Linked DNA regions of Macaca mulatta: region 1 is linked to region 2. A link is a contact called in public Hi-C data. All regions are on one chromosome and are shown on one strand. The core of a region is the stretch at or near the end of the contact, and the rest is flanking DNA. Distances in the headings are between cores, read along the strand shown.

Region 1 (7,066 bases), core at 784-3,283, 71 kb before region 2:
CATCAATCAACAAACAACATTATGCTTCTACTATAATAATAAAATGATTAAGTAATTTAAATGTAAGAATGAAAAACTGGCTGCAACTTTAAGATACTTTTTTGGGGATTTACGATAAATGATAGGTGGTGATTTTATTACATTACAACATTGTAAATTCGGAAAACAAATGCAGTTGTTAGAGAATTATACAGCCAAGAGAAACCTTACTCTTTTTTTATCTGAATTTTTGTCCTAAAAAGCCTACAATCCGATGGAATTAAGGGAACTTATTTCACAGGCAAATATTTCATTGATACGTATATCATTCTGAGCACAAAGTTGGTTGAGCGTGTTCTAACTGAATGTATACACTTTTCATATTAAAAGCAGAGCGATCAACAATATGTGCCAACTACCCAGTTTAAAACGGCTTATTAAATGTTAAAATGTCAGTGTTCACATTAGTTTTCATTAATAAATTTACTGTTGCTTAAAAGTTAACTCAGTCACACGATTTTTTAGAATTAAACAAAAAATTCAGCTTACAAGGCAAAAAGAAATGGTTAATATAGACTAAGATAAAATTACTATGAAAATCATAATTCTATTTTCAGTCACAGTCATCAAGATTAGACATTACTATTAGCAATTATCTACTTAAAACAAGCAAAACATCAAATCCCTACTCCAACAAAAATCGGCTGTTGAGAAGTCTAACTGTTCTAGGTATCAAATACCGACAAATTTCTACCGTGTGGCTTTCAGAAATCAAACATTCTAAGTTTACTATAAGCAGACAAAAAAGAAACAACCTGGTGGCAGGCAGAATCACAACCAGTTGCCGTCAAGATGGGATCTGTTATGAGTAATGAAGGGAGGAGGGCAATTTATGTGTTCAAAATTTAAAATGCCAAGGTGGGGGAAAGGGGAGAGAAATAAAAAATACATAGCTCTATAAACAAAGGGAGAAAACCAGGTTGGGTGAGAGGCAACCTAAAATTTCTGGCAGTCCAGAATCAGCAAATCGAAGGCCTGTCTCAAACAAAACAGCTTCTCACGAGAAACTTTGAAGTGGGCAAGGAGGATACATTCCTTTGCACCCACAAGAACCAACCCCCTGACCACTGGCACGCTATTACTGAGTCGGTCATGATTTACCGAATGGCCCGGATGATGGGCAAAGGGGAGGAAAGAAGAGTCTGCTGGAGGGGGGGCCTAGGATTCCAGAAGCCTGGGGAGGCACACCCTAGGCTCGGGGAAGGAGAGAGGTGGAGAGGGGCTAGCACTCCTCACCGTGATTATCTTTCTGCCCGATATTGTGAGTGCGGATGAGAGAGGAAAGTCTCCTCACATCCCCCTTGAAGACGCACTCGTGCACTGGGTAGTGTGCAGGGCAACTGCCTGCATCCGCGACGACAGCAACGGGATTGGTGCCGGCCAGAAGGGCCGGGGACTGGGAGGTGGCAGTCACGGAGGAATTGTGCAGCGGCAGAGCCGGGGCGCCGGGGGGATTGGAGGAGGACGGAGCTGCCTTCAGCTGCAGCCGGTGGTGATGGTTACTGAAGATCTTATGACAAGATTTGCCGCCCTTGCCAATCCTGCTTCTGGTAAAGGTGCCGCCAAGGGCAGCCGCCGCTTCCTCATCCCCGGGCTCCAGCAGGTCCCCTTCTTCTTTGCTGGGCTTGTGGTCCCTCCGCAGTGAGCGGATCTTCTCCCCGGTCATCGCCGCCGCCAGGGGCAAGGCGGGGAATCGGGAGGCTCACCGCCGGCGACGGAGCTGGCGCTGCGGCGGCCCAAGGCGATTAGAGCGGTGGCCAGGAGCCTCCAGCGCAGCATGAACTCCCACTGCGCCCCCGAGCCTGGGACAAACGCATCTCCCGGGGAAGAGCCGGCTCTCGCCTAGGCACGAAGGGACGCGCGCTCGCTGGGGGGAGCTAGAGCTCAGGTGCCCACGACATCAAGATCTCAGCCTCGCCGTCGCAGCTGCCGTCGCCGCCTCACACCGAAAAACAGGGTACGGCCATCTTCCTCTTGCTCCTCTCGCGAGAGCTCCCCCCGCGAGAGCTCCCCCCGGGAGCGAAGAGAGAGGAAACACCGCGATAAGAGAGCCACCGGCTCCCTCCCTCGCACCTTGTATTCCCAGAATCACTAGGCGCCGGCGCCTCCCAGGCAGCGTGTTTCCGCCCCGAGCTGGAGTTTCCCAGCTGCCAGCCGACCTCGAGACCGCACTCCCACCAACCGCGCTTTTTGTGGGCGGTCTGAAGCCACAGCCTGCGTTGGATATGTTCGGTGCATGTTACAAACAACCACTTAAACCCTCCGGATCAGCGCCTACCGCAGAGGAATGCAGAATGACGCCACGGCACGCAGGATGTGATGTCGCCGAGATGCACAGAATACTCGTTCAATCAACATTTACTGAGCATCTACTTCGTGCCATACTCCGAGCTAGCAAATATGTAGAGCACCAGCCCTGATTGCAAGGAGCACTATACAAGAGGAATGACAGCCAAACAATTAAAAGAGGAGGCGGGGTTGCACGCAAAAAAGGGAGGGGCGAATTTTTGTGTTGAGTTGTCAGGAAACTCATAGAAGAGTTTAGGGGCTGACTTTGGAAAATGATGGGCTGTCCAGCAAACGGAAAGAGGGGAGGCCAATCAAATATTGTATTCGATGAATGAATTTCGGGCAGATGTCAGAGTTAACATGAGGGTGGAGACACTCAAGGAGCGCAAATAATCGTGTAACTGAAATATAATTGTATTAGTTCATGGCCAACCTCAACCTAGTGTCAAACTCTGAAGAAACGTGAATCTGCCAACCATAAAACTTTAACAAAGTAACTAAAGCTGGCCACTGAGGAGGTAAGGATGGGGGTTAGCAAAACATCCTAAAGATCTTAACCCATTTAGCTCTCCAAAGTTCCCCTATATTCTGACATCAAATACTTCAGGTCTCTTTTCTTTTTTTTTTTTTTTTTTTTTGACAGCGCCTCTGTAGTCCAGGCTAGAGTACAGTGGTGTGATCTCGGCTCACTGCGACCTCCATCTCCCAGGTCCAAGTGATTCTCCTGCCTCAGCCTCCAGAGTAGCTGGGATTATAGGCCCGCGCCACCCCACCAAGCTAATTTTTGTACTTTTAGTAGAGACGGGGTTTCGCCATGTTGGCCAGTCTGGTCTTGAACCCTGACCTTAGTGATCCGCCAGCCTCAGCCTCCCAAAGTGCTGGGATTACAGGCATGAGCCACTGCGCTCAGCCAGATCTCTTCTTTCTGAAGTTTATACTACCACTAACTCATCTCCACAAACAAACAATTCTGTGGGCCTCTCTTAATCCTCCCCGATCACTCAACTTTTCACCTCCAATTTTCTTCCCAGTCTATTCAAATAAACCTCTTTCTTCCTTTTCTTTCTTTTTCAGTGGAGTGGAGAGTTCCGTTTATGTTAAAACATTACCCAATCAGCAGTTCAAAGCATCCTCTTGCGACAGCAATAGAGATTGAACAAATACATGCAGTAATATTTTCTTCTTCCACAATAGCCAATATTTATTGTTAACGCTAAGCCAGGCAGTATGCTTGGCACTTTATATGCTGTTATCTCCCCCTGATTAGCATTAATATCCTCACTTGAAGTTTTTTAACTTCAAGTTTAAAAAACTTGCCCAATACTTCAATGCTAGCATGTGGTATAATCAAATCTGACTGTAAGGCTAGAGAGAGAGGAAGGGCCAGGTCATGCAGGGCTTTGTATGTCATCTTAAAAGTTTACACTTGGCCAGGCGCGGTGGCTCACGCCTGTAATCCCAGCTCTTTGGGAGGCCGAGGCAGGCGGATCATGAGGTCAGGAGTTTGAGACCAGCCTGGCCAATATGGTGAAACCCCCTCTCTACTAAAAACACAAACATTAGCTGGATGTGGTGGCATTCGCCTGTACTCCCAGCTACTCCGGAGGCTGAGGCAGAAGAATCGCTTGAACCCAGGAGGCAGGGCTGCAGTGGGCCGAGATCATGCCACTGCACTCCAGCCTCGGTGACACAGTGAGACTCTGTCCAAAAAAAAAAAAAAGAGAGAGAATAGTCTTTTTAGAGAACTTAAAGCAGGGAATAGCATAATGCAATTCACCTTTTTAGAAAATTCAGTCACTCAGGCCAGGCGCAGTGGCTCATGCCTGTAATCCCACCACTTTGGAAGACCGAGGTGGGTGGATCACCTGAGGTCAGGAGTTCAAAACCAGCCTGGTCAACATGGTGAAACCCCGTCTCTACTAAAAATACAAAAATTAGCTGGGCATGGTGGGCACCTGTAATCCCAGCTACTCAGGAGGCTGAGGCAGGAGAATCGCTTGAACCTGGGAGGTGGAGGTTGCAGTGAGCCAAGATCGTGCCATTGCACTGCAGCCTGGGTGAGAAGAGCAAAACTCCGTCTCTAAATAAATAAATAAATAAATAAATAAATAAATAAATAAATGAAAATTCAGTCACTCATACTTTAGATAAGCATCAAGAACAGAATTTTAAAGAAGTGTGCAGTAATTCAGATGATGAGAGCATGAACCAAATTAGTGAGAGTGAGGCAGAAAAAGGTTTAAGAGATTTTTTTAAAAATGAGTTCAATCTTAGCATATTGAGTTGAAAGTTGCTTATCTGTAGGGAGTTAGATGGTCTACATTTTAGATATTTGCAAGTGATCCTTAGGTGATAGAGAACCAGGTATAGGCTGGATTCAGAAGTTATTATTACACAGAAGTTGATGCTCAGGAAGTAGGTGAGTTCCCCAAAGAAGAGTTTATAGAGTGAGAAATTAAGAAGGTCCAGTATAGAACAAAATCTTGAAAACACCAATATTCAAAGCGTGTGTATAGGGAAAGTGGCCAGCATACTATTATTACTAAAAACCTACACCAAATTATATCTCATTATACTTGTGAAGTATTCTATCACTAGATCCTAGATTTGAAATTTCTTTATTAGTGGCTGTCACCCATGAATGACATGGATGTCACCCATGGAATGTGGAAACTCCTAAGTATCCCTCCAGTAAAATACATACCAAAAATAATAGTCAGGCCAAGTGTGGTAGCTCACACCTATAATCCCAACACTTTGAAAGACCAAAGCAGGAGGATCACTTGAGGTCAGGAGTTTGAAACCAGCCTAGGCAACATAGTGGAATCCCATCTCTATCAAAAAATATAAAAAAATTAGCCACCTGTGGTGCTGAACACCTGTAGTCCCAGCTACTCAGGAGGCTGGGGTGGGAGACCCACTTGAGCCCGGGAGTCCAAGGCTGCAGTGAACTGGGATTGCACCACTGCACACCAGCCTGAGTGACAGGTAACCTGTTTTAAAAGTAAATCGTCATTCTCAGCAAACTATCGCAAGAATAGAAAACCAAACACCACATGTTTTCACTCATAGGTGGGAACTGAACAATGAAAACACTTGGAAACAAGAAGGGGAACATCACACACTGGGGCCTGTTGTGGGGTGGGGGGAGAGGGGAGGGATGGCATTAGGAGATATACCTAATGTAAATGACGAATTAATGGGTGCAGCACACCAACATGGCACATGTATACATATGTAACAAACTTGCACGTTGTGCACATGTACCCTAGAACTTAAAGTATAATAAAAAGGAAAAATAAATAAATAAATAAAATTCATCTTTATTTATTATTTATGTTATTTAATTTTGAGACGGAGTTTTGCTCTTGTTGCCCATGCTGGACTGCAACGGTGTGGTCTCGGCTCACTGCAACCTCTGCCTTCTGGGTTCAAACGATTCTCCTGCCTCAGCCTCCCAAGTAGTTGAGATTACAGGTCTCCATCAGCATGCCCAGCTATTTTTTGTATTTTTAATAGAGATGGGGTTTCACCATGTAGGACAGGCTGGTCTCGAACCTCTGGCCTCAGGTGATCTGCCCACCTTGGCCTCCCAAAGTGCTGGGATTACAGGCATGAACCACCATACCAGGACTTATTTTTTGTTGTTTTTTTGAGATGGGGTCTCATTTTGTCAGCTAGGCTGAAGTGCAGTGGTGTGATTTCAGCTCACTGCAACCTCCACCTCCCAGGCTCAAGTGGATCCTCCTGCTTTTCAGCCTCCCAAGTACTGGCACTATAGGGCCTAGCTAATTTTTGTATTTTTTTGTAGAAACTGGGTTTGACCATGTCACCCAGGCTAATCTCAAACTCCTGGACTCAAACCATTAACTCACCTCGGCTTCCTGAAGTGTTGGGGTTATAGGTGTGAGCTACTGCCCCCGGCCCATTCATTATTATTTTTTTTTTATAGAGACTGTGTCTCACTGTGTTGGCCAGGCTAGCCTTGAACTCCTGGGCCCAAGCGATCCTTCTACCTCGGCCTCCCAAAGTGCTGAGACTACAGGTGTGAGCCACTGCACTTGGCCCCATCTATTATTTTTAAGGGCTTGTAAAAATGGCAGAAATATAAGATTACAATATATTATAAAAAAGATAGAAATATGACTGTAATACATTATGAAAAATACAAGGATTGAAATTATATAAGCTCCCAATATAATATAAAAGAGGAAGTCATTAATTCTATTTGGGGAAAATAGAAATTGGATGATCGGAAAATCTTTCTGGGGCTGGGCGTGGTGGCTTACGCCTGTAATCCCAGCACTTTGGAAGGCCGAGGTGGGCAGGTCACTTGAGGTCAGGAGTTCAGCCTGACCAATGGTGAAACCCCATTTCTACTGAAAAATACAAAAGAATCAGCCAGACATGGTGACGTCTGCTGGTAGTCCTAGCTGCTCGGGAGGCTGAGGCAGGAGCCTCAGTTTGACTCCTGAACCCAGGAGGCAAAGGTTGCAGTGAGATTGCGCCACTGCACACCAGCCTGGGCGATATAGAGTGAGACTCTCTCTAAAAAAAAAAAAAAAAAAAAAAAAGAATTACATCAAATTTTATCTCTTCTTAGCACAAGTATTTTTTTTTTAACTTGGCATAGAATTCAGAGCCAGGAAATTGTGTTGAACTAACTCTCTAAATAAAATTTAGCATGTCATTCTATTATGAACGTATGCCACAAACCACAATAGTATTAGCATTAGTA
Region 2 (6,793 bases), core at 4,150-6,649:
CAGCCTCTGGAGTAGCTGCGATTATAGGTGCCCGCCATCACACCCAGCTAATTTTTAGTAGAGACGGGGTTTTACTATTCTGGCCAGGCTAGTCTCAAACTCCTGACCTCAAGTGATTGACCAGCCTTGGCCTCCCAAAGTGTTGGGATTATAGGCATGAGCCACTGTACGGCCAAAATTATTTTTCTTTAATGACCAGGTTGCCAAATGAATGAATTTAGAAATTTTATTGACCTTCACAATTTGGTATAAGAGCCTGTTCAAACATAGCTGCACTAAGCTAAATTACACAATCTAAATCATTAAAGTAGTTGGATAAGTGTCAAAATTTCTGGAGGGATTCCATATTGACATCATTTTACTCAAAGCACATTTCAAACAGAACAGGCATTGGTTACAAATATCTCTACTAGAACTGAATAGCAATACCGCCAAGGTATGCCTGCATGTAGTGTTTCACTAGCATTTCTGGCCACAGAGCCGTTTGTTCATTACAAACTTTTCTAGGGGCACACTTTGGGGTGGTTTGGTCTATTAAATATGTCTCATATGGCCGGTTTTCTTTTTCCTAGACACCACAATCTTCAGTGTAAGTTCATTTTCTTCCAGATTTCTCTACATGTCTTCATTGTCAATCCATTCTTTTTGTTGGTAAGCTTAAATTCAGAGCAACTCCATTAGTTCCTTTTTCATTGTTCTCAACTGGAGTTGTTGTTTTGTGATCAGAAATATGTGGGGATGTGCAACTAGCCACCAGGGAAGTTAAATGCCCTGCAATTAGCCAAACAGTCCCGCAACATGGAGAATTGCTCCCCCTAAAATGTTTTGTCTCTGATATAAAGTTATAAGCAAGAAAAATCAAGAGCTTTTCAATTGCTGCTTTACTAGTTGAACAAGTTATCTGCATGTCTGGATAGTGCAAATTACCTATCTTTTTTTTTTCTTTTTTAAATCTCTGTGCCAGTTATGAACATTACAAAAGATATTGCTTACTTTCTGTATTGGACCACATGACCTCTGCATGGTATTCCTCTTCGAAGGTACTGCAAATATCAGTTTTGATAGACAAATATCAAAAGTAGCTCTCTGACCTCAGTGCTTCCCAGTTATTCTACTTGCCTTATACCCTTTTCCTGGCCTGCCAGAAGCTTTTAAGAATCTATTTTTGAGCACTGCCAAGTATTATTTTACCCATTTTATGGAAGAAAGTAAGACTTACAAAGATTAAGTCAATTGCTCCCTCAAGGTCACAGAGACAGTACGTTCTAGAGATGAGCTTCAAACCCAAGCATTCTGATTCCAAACTTCAGGTACTTAACTGCTTATGTCTGAGTTGTTTTTCAGTCATATTTGACTCCTTTTACATCATTGTGGAATGCATCCAAATGATTTTGGGATTACTTCTTCATCTTAAATATCTGAAACTGTACTCAATTCTCAGCCGAGGTGCTTGCTATATTAGTATGAGTATGTCGCTTATCTTCTTTGTATCTATCACTAAAAGAAAGCAGTTGTGCTGGAAATTTGCTCTCCAGTGTCTCTTGATATTAACATTAATAATTCCATCAACAATATCCAGACCGTTTTGTTCTCAAGACATATAATTTTCAATTATGCCATATGAAAACATAATTGATATGATTGCAAAATATCTTTTTGTTACTATTTTTAAAAATGGTTTACACCAGTAAGTGAAGGTAGGTGTCACAAGTACTATCTGGCTTGGTGCAGTGGCTCATGCCTCTAATCCTAGCACTTTGGGAGGCCAAGGCAGGTAGATCTCTTGAGCTAAGGAGTTCGAGACCAGCCTGGGCAACATGGCAAAATTTCATCTCTACAAAAAAAAAAAAAAAAAGGCCACAAAGATTAGCCTGGCATGATGGTGCATGCCTGTAGTCTCAGCTACTTGGGGGGCTGAGGTGGGAGGATCACTTGAACCCAGGAGGCAAAGGTTTCAGTGAGAGCTGAAATGGCGCCACTGCATTCCAGCCTGGGGGAGACTGAAACCTTGTCCCCCACCCCCAAAAAAAGGGGCTATCTGACAGGCTTTGGCCCATTGTAGTAATCTACAAGTCTACCAAATTTAGATCTTATATTGTAATATCTGTTTTCCCCGATCCCCAAATTCCCTTCATAATTCTCATTATTTCATTGACAAAAGTCCAAGGATGAACACATTGTTTTCCTCTGAGGTAAAACAAAATAGATCTAATAATTGCACATGTTTATGCTTGATAATAATAATGATAATATATTATATGAACATCCCTCCCAAGTTCCGATTGTACTGTTTTGATATTCAGTCATGGTATCTTTATTCATAGCCTGCCTTTAATGAGAATAGTAGAGGTCTTCGTGCATATACACAAGAAGTACATTGCTATTTTCATAGTGTTTAAGAAGTACTTATTATAAAATAATGCACTCTGTGTTTTATAAAAGGATCAAACAGTAAAGAAATATAAAAAATGAGAAGTCTCCCGTTTCCTCTAAAATATCTGCTTTTGCTGAATCTCCTTCCCAAGAAGAATTAATAATTCTTCAGTAAGTGTTATGATAATGTTATTTTGTTGTGTGCAACCTAATCTGTATGAAAAATTAGCACACAACCCAAACTATATACCATTTATTGGATTTAAAGTGGCTATCATTTAATCATTTAAAAAGCTTATTTTCTAAATAAACTTGTCTTTCTAAAATGCTTACATTAGGGTTTTTGATAGTATCATTATTGTTGAAAAGGTAATACGTACCCATAATGTAAAACTTGAACACAAAAGAGAACAAAATGTAAAGAAAATCACCTTTCCACTGCAGATCCATAGTCTCTATGACCAGAAGGATTTTTTTACATATTAATCATAAATATCTGTCTAAAAATAATGCAACATAGCATATGTTCTTTTGAAAAAGTGGAAGCATAATGTATACATTACTTTGCTTTCCTGTCTTAGAAATTAGAGATCAATAGGCCAGGCATGATGGCTCATGCCTGTAATACCAGCACTTGGGGAGGCCAAGGCTGGTGGCTGACTTGAAGAAAGGAGTCCGAGACCAGCCTGGACAACATAGTGAAACCCCATCTTTACTAAAAATACAAAAATTAGCCAGGCATGGTGGCCGCATCTGTGGTCCCAGCTACTCGGAAGGGTGAGGCAGAAGAATCTCTTGAAACCCGGAGGTGGAGGTTGCAGTGATCTGAGATGGCACCACTGCACTCCAGCCTGGGTGACAGAGTGAGACTCTGATATACCAGCACATCTTAATCTCTTCCTACTTCTTGACCATACTGTAGCCATTACAGAGTAGTATCATAACTAGTTAAACAGTCTTTTAAGAATGAATAATTAAGCTAGTTTTCACTCTTTGGCTATTAAAAATGGTAAGGTAGGGTTAAAAAGCATCCTTGCTCATCTCTGTACACATGCTAACAATATATCTAAAGGATAAATTCCTGCAAGTAAAATTTTCTACAAAAGAAATTGTCAAGTCATAGATAGGGGATATTTTAAATCCTTGATACATACTAAGCTGCCATCCAATAAAGTTTTCTCAGTTTATGAGAGTAAAACAGGCCTGATTTATAGCATTTGTATTGGGTGCTTTTTTTTTTGAGACAGAGTCTTGTTCTGTGGCCCAGGCTGGAGTGCAGTGGTGTGATCTCGGCTGACTGCAACCTCTCTCTCCCAGGTTCAAGCGATTCTCCTGTCTCAGGTTCCCCAGGAGCTGGGATTACAGGTGTGCACCACCATGCCCAGCTAATTTTTATATTTTTAGTAGAGACAGGGTTTCACCATGTTGGCCAGGCTGGTCTCGAACTCTTGACCTTGGGTGATCTGCCCACCTCAGCCTCCCAAAGTGCTGGAATTACAGGCATTAGCGAACCCTCCTGGCCTGGTGCTATCTTCTGAATAATTCTTCATTACAGTACACTAAATAAAATGTCTGCATTTATGCAACTCAGGGTTTGTCAGCAAATACTAGGAGGTAAAAGTAAATGGAACTATTTTAGACCTTTTGGCCCCTAAATGCCATACCATATCACACAAAAATACCCATCTATAGTTGTATATAAATATTGAGGTGAGTTGCAGTTGATGTTATATTTTTAAAAGAAAAATATTAATTAAATATGTATTAATATACACCCTTAGTGTTTTGAAGTCTATCAATTTTTTTTTCCCCAGCCATACAAGTTTGGTAGGCTTCTAAAAGCTTGTAGGCCCTCAAGCACCACTCCTCTAGTGCTGAATGGGTTAAGTGTCCCTGAATCTAATTTGAAAAGCAAATTGCCTCATTCTTTCTCTTCACATCTTTCTTTCAAACTGTACATTTTAAGAGCTGTTTATTCCTTATTCTCCTTGTTCTTAATTTGTTTAATAAAGTTTTAGATCTTTAGCGAATATTTTGCAAGAACAGAAATATCCCCAAATTTCCTGGTGCTAGAAAACAGCCACGATAGTAAGTAGGTCAAGTCTGTATTGTTTAGGGAACAAGGAGATTTTTGTTTGTTTTAAACGAGTGATTCTTCTGAGAGTAGGACTCTGGGTGCAGGTGAGCGGTAAACATTCCTTTTTCCTGCAGGGATGTTGCTGTCAGTTGTGAAAAGCAAAAGCATTTTGTGTAAGGATGTTAGACTCCAGTAAGTTTTTCAAAGCCACATTATCTTTCTCATTAGGGGGAGTTTCTGCTTGTACTTGAAAAGAAGATAATGATGCTTGAAGAAGCTCAAGATTGACTAAATTTTAGGAAGCTGCCAGAGTTCCTCACTACAGTAGCTTCGTTATGTCTTAAGAACCATTTAACCTTCACTTGTAGTCATCGTTTCAGTCATCGTAAGCACTGGGTCATTACAGAGTTCAGTGTACGTAAAACGCAAGCTGACTGTGACTGATGAGAATCCAAACTGCAAACTGGGCGGCTTGGGCAATTGTTTTCTTAACCAATCTCCACGTTGTGGCTTACGTCTTTTAGCACCGCCCTCAGGGCAAAGGGTGGTGGTCAGAGGCAAGTGCCGCAATAAGAGGGGGCTATTTATGTGGTCTATTTACAGTTACCAGGTTTCAACACTAAGCCAGGTTTCTGCCACGTCTCGGGCGAACCTCCGGCCTGAGGTCACACAGACGCCCGGGTGGCTCTCAGGAGCCAGCATGGCAGCCTCCTCAGGACTGGTACTCAGGAATTTCGCCCGCAGGGACCAACACCACTTGGACCCAGGGACTCCAGCTTCCCTCCACTTTCTGCACTGGGAGGGGCGGTCGCGGTGACGTTTCAGGCAACGCCTCTGCTGTCAGCCAATAAGGAGCGGGAGACGCGTCGGGCTTTTGCTTAATGGGCCGCGCGGGTCCCGCCCCGCTGTGGTCGTGAGATTTTATCTGCCGGCCGGCTAATAAAATCCACCCCACAATCGCCGTGTCCCGCTTTAGTGCTTCGCTGTCGGCTCTTTCTGCGTGCTTTAGCTCCTTCTTGGCCGATCCTTCTGTCTCTCCCTACCCCGGACACCCGGTTTCCCGGTTCTTTTCCTCTCTGCTTTCGCGGTTCAGCATGCAGGAAAAAGACGCCTCCTCACAAGGTTTCCTGCCTCACTTCCAGCATTTCGCCACGCAGGCCATCCATGTGGGCCAGGAACCAGAGCAATGGACCTCCAGGGCTGTGGTGCCCCTCATCTCACTGTCCACTACGTTCAAGCAAGCGGCGCCTGGCCAGCACTCGGTGAGCTGAGTCTGTCTGGGGCTGTCCACAGTTGGGCGGGAAAAGAAAGATGGCTTATGAATTTGAAAGGCATGTAAGTAATTTATAATATTACTTATAAATTAGGAAGGCAACCGAAAGATGTTTCTACGCTGTAATTCTTGCAGTATAGCTTTGTGTCGGATGGTCCAGTGACCGTGGTTCTTTTGATAAGCAGGAATGGAAGAAGCCGTTTGTCCAACTTGCCATATAGATTTGGCCTGAAATTCACGTGATTTTGACAAATTTGCAATTAAAAACCGAAGGTCCTAACTTTTTTGAGTTACCTTTAGCAGCATAAATTTTAAAGATGTAGTTCGGAGTCAGCTTAAAAAATATTAAGGGTCTGATAACTTGACGAGAATTAAGATTGTTCCCAGTAGCTGTATTAATAGTTATTGAGTATCTACTATGTGCCAAATACATACTTGTATATAGCATGTGTACTACACGTATTGTCTCATCTAATCCTAACAACAACCCTAGTCTGAACCGAATCCTCATTTTTTCTCAATAAAACAGCTGAGATTTAGGAAGTTAAGTAGCCTTAGACCAGTAAGTATTGGAGCTGGGATTCAAACTTTAGAAACTTGAGGTTGCTTTAGGAACCAACTCTTAGGCACTCAGCTACACTATGCTATCTCTAATAATGCTAGTAACAATTTAGCCTATTGCATCATTTAATCATTGTGGCTTAGTGATTAAGAACACAAGTCATGACTGGGTGCAGTGGCTTACGCCTGTAATCCCAGCACTTTGGGAGGCTGAGGTGGATGGATCACCTGAGGTTAGAAGTTTGAGACCAGCCTGGTCAACATGGTGAAACCTCGTCTCTACCAAAAATAAATAAATTAGCTGGGCATGGTGGCGGGTAGCTGTAATCTCAGCTACTCGGGAAGCTGAGGCAGGAGGATCGCTTGAACCCAGGAGGCAGAGCTTGCAGTGAGCCAATATCTCATCATTACACTCCAGCCTGGGCGACAAGAGCGAAACTCCAACTCAAACAACAAAAAGAGGACATAAGTCTTATAGTCAAAAGCTAGTTTTGTATTCTGACACCACT

The links. A called contact is a pair of places that touch in the nucleus more often than the background predicts.
Region 1: a Hi-C map of liver shows a contact between it and region 2, with 2.9 times the contacts expected there. The contact joins the promoter of ANKRD13C here to the promoter of CTH in region 2. A contact is called at or near these places in 3 of 14 Hi-C or Micro-C datasets (fetal cortex germinal zone, fetal cortical plate and liver).

Annotation. Positions count from the first base shown.
Region 1 is chr1:170,277,970-170,285,035 of T2T-MMU8v2.0, reverse strand. ANKRD13C (ankyrin repeat domain 13C) reads right to left here and starts at 2,033. Exons shown (of 12, transcript XM_077954160.1): 1 at 1,276-2,033. The coding sequence starts at 1,705.
Region 2 is chr1:170,211,008-170,217,800 of T2T-MMU8v2.0, reverse strand. It overlaps CTH (cystathionine gamma-lyase), which reads left to right and starts at 5,399. Exons shown (of 12, transcript XM_015142534.3): 1 at 5,399-5,712. The coding sequence starts at 5,545.